3 separate regions of the Mus musculus genome follow, and all the other regions are linked to region 2. Evidence: chromatin contacts called from public promoter capture Hi-C data. All regions are on one chromosome and are shown on one strand. Each heading gives the region's core, a stretch centred on a gene start, on an enhancer-like site or on the middle of the called end of the contact. The rest is flanking DNA. Distances are from core to core; before and after follow the strand shown. Region 1 holds the start of Dennd2c (DENN/MADD domain containing 2C). Region 2 holds the start of Bcl2l15 (BCLl2-like 15). Region 3 holds the start of Rhoc (ras homolog family member C).

What was found. Promoter capture Hi-C pulls out the DNA fragments that hold promoters and counts their contacts.
Region 1: a contact with region 2 is called in a promoter capture Hi-C map of the 3T3-L1 cell line, with 2.5 times the contacts expected there. The contact joins the promoter of Dennd2c here to the promoter of Bcl2l15 in region 2. A contact is called at or near these places in 2 of 39 promoter capture datasets (the 3T3-L1 cell line and liver).
Region 3: a contact with region 2 is called in a promoter capture Hi-C map of liver, with 2.7 times the contacts expected there. The contact joins the promoter of Rhoc here to the promoter of Bcl2l15 in region 2. A contact is called at or near these places in 4 of 39 promoter capture datasets (hematopoietic stem and progenitor cells, liver and pre-B cells).

Annotation. Positions count from the first base shown.
Region 1 is chr3:103,101,023-103,104,033 of GRCm38.p6, forward strand. It overlaps Dennd2c (DENN/MADD domain containing 2C), which reads left to right and starts at 1,637. Exons shown (of 19, transcript NM_001384113.1): 1 at 1,637-1,716.
Region 2 is chr3:103,831,342-103,834,301 of GRCm38.p6, forward strand. Bcl2l15 (BCLl2-like 15) reads left to right here and starts at 1,355. Exons shown (of 4, transcript NM_001142959.1): 1 at 1,355-1,626; 2 at 2,015-2,136. The coding sequence starts at 1,491.
Region 3 is chr3:104,787,690-104,790,469 of GRCm38.p6, forward strand. Rhoc (ras homolog family member C) reads left to right here and starts at 1,345. Exons shown (of 5, transcript NM_007484.2): 1 at 1,345-1,394.

The DNA.
Region 1 (3,011 bases), core at 387-2,886, 730 kb before region 2:
CCAAAAGTATAAGAAAGATTTCATTCTACTTTCAAGTTTTTCACCCCTGAGGTTGTGAGATGTGTGGAGAGCACATCCCTCAAGACTTATCACAATGAAATTCGAGCAAATTCCTGAGTGTTTTCACTTTCTGCACAGGTAGCCGTGAGCTTAGGTGTGCCCCTTGGGACGTGCTCATACTAGCTGTGGGGTAAGACTCCTCTTCCCCATTCTTGAAGTTCAAATTGCTTTTCGGGGAATATTTATCAAGGACCTGATTTTATTTCATGTTGGCTTCCTAGTCACTAAAATAATACAAATTACTATGTATTATCTTCAGACTTAAAGGACACCTCTCACCATTAGGTGTAGCTCCATCCTACCCATGAGAGGGCAGTAGAACACATGCATGTTAATTAACGTTCATCTTGGAATTCAAATCTTCATCCTGCTAAAGAATCTTCGTGGATGCAAACTTCAAAATGTAAATCTTAAAAACGCTGTTTTAGTCCCGAATTTCACCTTGTACAACTATCTGTGATACTTTCCAAACAGACTAGATTAAATGCCACTTGTGTTGGCTCAGGACTATGCTTGCACCCCAGAAGCAGGGGTAGGAGGATAAGAAGTTTGAAAAATAATAAAGAACACACATGTCTACATTTAAAGACATACACATTAGGTAAGGGATCAATGGAGTTTGCAATGTATTCCAAACCATATTTACATTTATTTCCTCACTGGAGTATTTTAAAGGAATTGTCAATACTTCTCCCTCAGGTAGAAAGTAATCCTTTTACTGTCCCCACCTCATGTCCCCACCTCATAGCTTCACAAGGGATTGGGACTTTTTTTTTTTTTTCCAAGTCTTGGTTGAGTTGGCTGGTGACAGTCATCCGCGATGTGTAATTAAACACCTCTCTGTGGCAGTCTTCTATTTTGGTACCTCTGTGTGAACAAGCCAGGGAAGTTTGGTTACCAGACACAAGGTCGGATGGAGTGGGTGGGGTGGAGTGGGGCGGGGCGCGGTGAGGTGGGGCAGTTAGATCGTGCTGGGAAATAGGTTCCACTCATCCCAGTCTCGCAGAGTGAAACTGGGCTATTCTTGCAGCAGGCACAGAGCCATGTGCATACCTGAGCAAGATCGTGTGGTAGGGAGAATTTAAGCGTGAGTCTCAAGTGGGTGTGGCAACCCAGTCGGCACCCGGACTAGGCACCAAAGGCATCCGGCTTGTGATTCCAAACCCGGGGCCAGGTGCGTTATTGGCATCTCTTTACTAGCTGGCATTCCCGATGAATGTTTGCTCCCTGAGCTGCTTTGGGGTTTTCTTAAAGAAGTTGCTGTTTGGCTCCTCTGGTTCTACTAGGCTCTGCCTTGCTGTAAAGGTCTGTCTCGTGTAGTCGCACAGACCGTAGATCCGGAGATAGAGCTTTGGCTCCAGGCCTGGGCAGGGGCTGCACCGTGGAACCAGCGCGGTGCAGCGCACACTGGTACCCCAGCGCTGGGGGCGGAGAGACCGCCTGGCGTGGGTTCCGAGCCTTGAGGAGAGCCCTGGAAGGACAGAGCCTTACTGGGTGAGCTCGGGGGCGTGCCCAGGCAAAAGAGGGCGTGTCTTAGCCTGGAGGGCGGGGACTGCGGAACCTGTGGGGGCGGGACGAAGATGTGGGCGCTGGATCCCAGAGGCCACCGACGCGAGTCTGGGATCCCTGCGCGAGGCGGCGTCGCGGCCCAGGCAGGTAGGCGACGGGATGCAGCGAGGGAGTGGGGCCATGGGGCCTCTGCCGCTCAGCTGTTGGCGTCGCCCCATGGCGTCCCGTGTGTTCGTGGTCAGCCGAGAGCTGGGTACCTCGGGCCAGGGGAAGGCGGGTGTCAGCCTGCGAGCCGCGGGCGCGGTCGGGGGTGCAGGGCCGGGGAGCCCAGGCGCTCGCCGCCGCGAGGAAACGCGCCTATCAGGCGGTCTTGAACTTGGACGTGCCCGGACGGAGCACTTCAGACAAGCGGTAAAGCGTGTGTTCGCGCGCTTTGCTTCGGAACTACGGGGCAGGCACGATAGAGGAAGTCGTCAAGTAGTTTTTTAAGATAAAATTCCTACAGTGGGACTGGAGTAGGACTGTGGAGTAACCAGGAGAGAAGATGATGATTAGATTGTGAGTCAAAAGGCTTCGCTCTGGAGCTCAGAGCCGCAAACAAACCGTCACACCTCCGTCAGGGTTAACTCTAAGAGGTGTGTGTCCCCGGAGTGCAAAACTGGGACGCTCATGGGTTCTCATGTTCTGAGAGGAATGACAGTGTTCTACAAATGTCAGGCATTGTTGTTTGATACACACACACATGCACCCCGGAGCATGTGTAGTTTGTAAAACTACTAAGTGCCTAGTACAGTAGGCACCCTGGTAAACCTTTATCCCAAAGCTACTACTGATTCGCCTGTATTGTTAGAGAAAGTTCTAACTTCTGTTTACTATGTAAATAAGTTATCTAAGCGTCATTTCCACATAATCACCATTGTTTGAAGAGCAGAGCTATTCTTAACTGAGTCATGACATTTTCTAAAATAGCATGCTATCTGTATACCGTAGTGCAATCATTTACCATGAAGCTTGTACCAATCAGAAAATCTGTTACTTTGCCTTAGATTAGCTGAAGGTATTTCATAAAGTGAGCTGAGAGTACTGCCTCAAAACAAGACTTTTATTTTGCAAATTCAGGGGCTGCTTATAAAAAGATCTGAGTTCTCTAAAACAAAGTTAATGTGTGGCTGTGGCATTTGTACAGTTTTTATTATAGACATTTGTGTTCTCTACTTGTGTGTGTGTGTGTGTGTGTGTGTGTGTGTGTGTGTGTGTGTGTATTTTAGGGAGAGATGGGAAATTTAAAAAGGAATAGCAGTCTGTAACCATGAGGTTTCTACTAGGGATACGTAAGAGTGATCTGGAGTATTTTCAAAGACAGAAACCAGCAACTGTAGTAATTGTGTCTCAAGGCCTCTTGTTAGTCTGTTAAATGTGGCAATTGACTTTTTTTAGATGCA
Region 2 (2,960 bases), core at 105-2,604:
TGAAACTCTTTGCCTCAGGACGGCGTCCAAGCCTTCAGGCGTCCAAGCCTTCAGGCCTGTCACGCAGACTTCACTCGAGTGGGTGTGGCATCCGTCTATCTGTCTGTCTATATTTGTTCTTTTGTTCATTCATTCATTCATTTAGAATGGGCAGAAAATAGAATATTGCTTCTGACTATGTTGCAGGATAGAAATCCCATTCTGAATAACTGACCTACTGTTGATGCTTGAATTTCTTACTGTTACAATTGAAGCTGTTTATTTTACTGGAAAAGAGAAATGTGGGTGTTAGGTTTGCTGGTAGGTTAGAATGATGTATCTGAGACCCAGACCACAAAGTCTCTCCAGCTAGAGGCTGCCTTATTAATGAAGCCAAGCCCAGATTTGAGAATAGGGCACCGCTGTGCTTGAAGGAATGGGAATCTGGGCAAAAGAGAAATATTTTCAAATCTTATTTTCTGTGTTTTTGAGACAGGGTTTCTCTGTGCAGCCCTGGCTGTTCTGGAACTCACTCTGTAGATCAGGCAGCCACTGCAGGCGAGTGTTCAAGCCTGAGTTCTCCTAAAAACAATAATGAAGTTTAATACTTCAGGACAAACTTCTTGTTAAAGAATGAATCACGGTTTCCTGATTACTAAGCTTTGAGCTAAACAAAGGATATTTACCATTTGCCACATACCAGACATTGTCAGATCATTTCAGATAGTGTTATCTTAATTTGTATAATTTCCCTTTGAAATATCTTGTTACTTTAATTACTCAAATGCCCAACCAGGGTTTTTCCTCCACTGTCCTGGCCTTTATCTTTGCCAGCCTTCCACGAGTCTTAGTCCTTTACTTATTTTATTTTATGTTAGTTTTGCCTAATAAATCCCTAGCCTCAGATGTCACTACTGTAAGGCAGCTTCCCCAGCCTATTGGCTTTTGTCCTCTCCTCATCCACCGTATCTCAAGGGCACAAGAAGCTCTGTGATTTGTCAGTAGCTGCCATTTCTGCTGAAATGTACACTTCACAAGGAGCCATGCCTGTGTCATTTTCTGTGTTGTCTATAGTGCCAAGTATAGTCTTCTACATACAAATGTTCAGTAAATAATTTGTCTAATTGTGCCAAAGGGATGCCCAAGTCAGAAGTTGACCTCTGGTATCTCACCTCCCTTGAAATTACATCAGTTACAGAACCTAGCAGGAAGTATTTCTTAAATTACTCAAGAGAACCTTCTTCAATTCATTACAATTGCTCAACTTACCTCTTCAGTTTATTTCAGCTATAGATAGTTTATCTGTAAGAGCTATCCATTACTCTTACATACTGGCAAGGGTGTGGTTCTGAGATAAGGAACTGCAAAGTCTTTGTCATCCCCTTTGAGCAGTTTCATTTGGAAAGTTAATGGGAACTATTTTAGGACATATCCAATTAGGAAGCAATAAGAGGTAGGCAGCCACAACTGGTTTGCCAGGTTCTCTAACTTCCTGCTAAGCTTTGTGGAGAATGTCTAAAATGAAAAACCCTCGGACTTTTGAGGAGCAAACAGAATGCATCGTGAATTCTCTACTCAAAGACTTCAGGACCCCACTATCCCACGCTGCTAACCGGAACCTATCGGGTGCAGATGAACCATGCTCAGGTAAGGCTCCTAATCTGAGGTGGTGATTACAGGTGGGTAATAGAACCAGAGTCTGCTTCCTCTAGTTCCTCTCAAGCTTTAAAAAGCGAGTCCTAAACTTTTAGCAACATTTGAAATAAAGGATCTTCTCAATAGAGAAGATTATATGACTGCTACTACTGAGAATAGACAATGACAAAACTGTTTAAAAGAATTGCAAAAGTAGCAGAGGCTAGCCTGGTCTACAGAGTGAGTAGACAGCAAGGGGTACCTAGAGAAACCCTCTCTCTCGGGGGTGGGGGGTGGGGTGGGGGGTGGGGGGGGACCAACTATAGAACATTTCTGTTTTGCTGGGATTCAGGAGACTTTCCGTTCCTTCAACATGGTGAACATGTTTTCCCTGTCTTAGGAGAGGATTACTCTTTTGATGTGGCTATCATTGTTGGCCGCCTTCGAATACTGGGTGATCAGTTCAATGGAGAGCTGGAAGCTTCTGCCAATAATATCATTGCGGTAACCATTGGAGGACAGGTCAGATTTTTGCTTTTTAATGTTGTTTGCTGTTCTATTCTATTTCAAGCTTTAATTTCCTCCCTCCTTCCTTCCTTCCTTCCTTCCCTGTTTCTGTATACTAAAAATAGAAATATTCTGTGAGGATTTGGAGGTATATGTTTGTTCAAGAAGCTATAGAGGGAAATGTGATTGCTAATTCTTCAGACATTAATAAAAACCCAGTACTATAGAAGGAACTCATCTTTATCAGAGCTGCCCTTTGTGTGCATAGATCATGTTCATAGTTAACTATTCTTTGAAAATAATCTTTTATGTATATTTGTTATTATTAATTATTACTATTACTGTATGATGTGGGGAGGGGGACACATGTGCCACTGCATGTCTGTGGAAGCCAGAGGACAATATTGTGGAATTCTCCCTTTCCACCTTTGTGTAGGTTTAAGAGATTGAACTCGGGTCACCAGGCTAGTGTGGCTAGTATCTTTATTCCATTATTCATATTTTTAGTGCTTAATTTTGTTGGGAGTGGGCTCTTCCCCTTATCCCAGGGTCTAGCAGTAAGATTCAGAAATATTGCATAGTTTAGAAATCTGATGCAATTAGAGTTAACCTCTTAAAGGAGCTTGCTGGCTTCTCATCAGAACTCTGATTACTGGCAATAGCACTTGGACTTTGTATTAGCCTGAAGATAATAAAACCATCTTCCAGCAGATGTTGCTGATTATATCAACAGCAGCAAGTACTTATTACTTGCCATTATTTCATTGTTTAATCATTATACTTGTGTGTAAATCATTATAGAAACTGCTACTCCTAGAATCTCTGAATCAGCATATGAG
Region 3 (2,780 bases), core at 95-2,594, 960 kb after region 2:
CCTGGTGGACAAAACACCCTTCACCTCAGTTATATGATTTATCAAATGTATGGTCCATGCTTCCAATCCTGAGTGAGTGTCTACGTATGTTGTCTGCCTGGATTTGAGACAGCTTCACTCCACAGCCTATGTTGGCCTGGAATTTGTGGTAACTCTGCCCCCTCGGGAGTGCTGAGATGACAGGCATGAACCACCCGGCCAGCTGCACCTGCAGTAGACTCCATATGACATACATTTATTCTGGGAAATACTTGTTGAAACCTATGACGAGCAGAGTTTGGTTGAATGGTACAGAGGGCAGGTAGGAGGGGGAGCATGGCAGGCAGCAGGCAGCCAGCACCTGCCTGGGTGCCTCACAGGCCTGCTTGTAAATTTGACTGATTTAGTTTTTGTAGCCCAGGATGGCCTGGAATTAACTCATAGAGATCCATCTGCCTTTGCTTCTTGTGTGTCATCGTGGCTCACCTCACTGGAAATTCCTGCTGTCACAAATAGTGAGAAACCACTTCTCTGGGCTTCATTTTCTTTACAGGCAAAAGGGAACGGGTATGGGTGAACTTATTCCAGAGTTAGAGACCTGTGTGTTTAAAGTATCCAGCACTAGTAAATAAAGCATTGGTAGATTTCCTTATACACCCATTTCTTTGGCTCTTTATAAGGAAGGAGATACAGGATCAGGTAAGTAACACCTCAGATTGGGATCAACAGCACAACAATACAATAGGAGTGTGAGGTCAGTTTCCAGCTGAGGACACGGCAGCACTTCCAGGAGTGTGCTCTTAACAGGACGTCGGGAAATTCCCAGCGAAGGAAGGAAGGGACTTTTAAGGCGATGGTGGCTGGGGACTGCAGATCACAAAAGGTCTCCAGGGCTCTGGATAGCGTCACGTTGCACTTACTGCAGTGATTCCTGGATAAGAGAGTGGGCAGCTTCTGTATAACCCATCCCCTCGGTCACGGGTAGGGTGTAGGAAATACTGGAGCTTCGAGGTCTGGATGGCCACGCGAGGGCAGCAGTGGCCCTCGCTGACCCCACCCTGGAAGCCGCTCAACTTTCCCGAAGCTGGTCCGCCCCCCACGGGTTGGAAGTGGGGCAGAGGCCGAGTTATCCGGGGTCCCACCCGCCCGCTCACCACCCAGCAATCCAGACATCTCCGGGCACAGTTCCTCCAGCTCCAGCCAGCCCTACGCCCCTTGCCGGGTCCTCAGCCGGGGTGACCTGCGGCCGCCCGGGGCCGGGAGCGGAGGCGGGCCAAGCTAAGGGCCGCCCCCGTCGACCCCCCCCCCCTTCCCTTGATGGACCCGCCCCAGAGCGGTGCTGGAGAGTGGGGCGGGGCCCGGGTCAGTCTCAGCCTCCGGCACTGGCCGCGCAGCTGGAGGCGGTGGAGCCCAAGGTACCGGGGCCCCAGCTGGTGGGTGGCGAGGCGTCGTGGGAACTGACCTCGGAGGAGAGCACTTTCCCGATTCCCGGATCGCTCCGGGAGCGGCTTGGGGGGCGGGGGGTGTTCCGGGCCAGGCAAGAGAGAGCGCCCCAAGCTGTGGGCCAGGCGCTCTAGCCTTCCAAGCTCTCGAACCAGAGCCCAGAGTCCTTCCCTTTCTGAGTCTTTCCTTTCTGGACCTCCCTAGCTGGGCCAGGGACACACTTAGATCTCCGTGAGCGACTCAACCCAGACGCTCCAGTTCCGGGCAGGGAGTAAGAAACAGGGCCTCAGGCTGGCTAGGGGTGGGAGTTCTGGCCTGGGATGGGGAATGGCGGGAATAGGGATGGGATGTGACCACTGGAGGCTGCTACTGCTTGGCGGGTCTGGACGCCGCCCTAGACGGGTTTTGGAGCTGATCTGAGCTGAGAGGTTGAGAAGACTAGGAAAGATCCCGCTCCTGTGTTGTGTATATGTGTCTGAGAGTGAAGGGGGGTGGGGAAGAACAAAACACCCCAATCCCCAACTCTTCCTCGTACCCTCTTGGGAAGTTAGGGAGTGTTAGGGAATTGGGCTGAAAGCTGGAGTCCAGCTCTTCCTTGACTTCTGGCTTTAAAGTTAAGGAAAAGGTGTTGCCCGAAGAGTGATTCCTCGCCTAGATCTCGGGGGGAGCAGAGTACAAAGGCCTGTTGGATCACCTGGGAAATCAAGAGAATAAGGAAGGCTAGTGGCTTGTCCTAGGGAAGGTCCCAGAAGTTCCAGACCCCTCTCCCGGCCCTGGGTGAAGTTTTCGTTGTCTCTCTTAGGGTTAGTGGGGCAGTTCCGCTGGAGCCGCCTTTCACAGGGAGTGTTAGCCAGGCCATCCATGCCATGTTGGCCTTCGGCCTAATGTCCCGGCTTGGCCTGAGTCCCCAATTATTCTGGCCTAAGCAGAGCCTAGATGCAAAGTCTTCGGAGCTGGAGGCTCTAACACAGCCACGAAGTTCCGGCCTCTGCCTCCCACCATCAGATGCTCAGCCGCCTTGCTGCTGTGGGACAGCCGGGGCTCACGCATGGGGATGTGACTAGTGTTTAAGTGTCCTAGGGATCACGCTCCATCCACACTGCCCACCCTGGCTTGGGGCTGTCCCCGCCAGCCTGTGTACAGCTAGACTGGTTGAATTAATGGGAGTAGGTGGGGAAGTTGGAGGAAATCCTGTGGGTTACCTGGATATACCTCTCAGACCTCATTTTTGAAGGAGATATGCAGCATAGCGAATGCCTTCTTCCCAGTCTTTCGGGGGTACCAGGGAAAGCCCCTTGAGATGGGGGGTGGTAAGTGTGGCTGTGCATACGCAACTCCTATAAATTCTCTGTGACTCA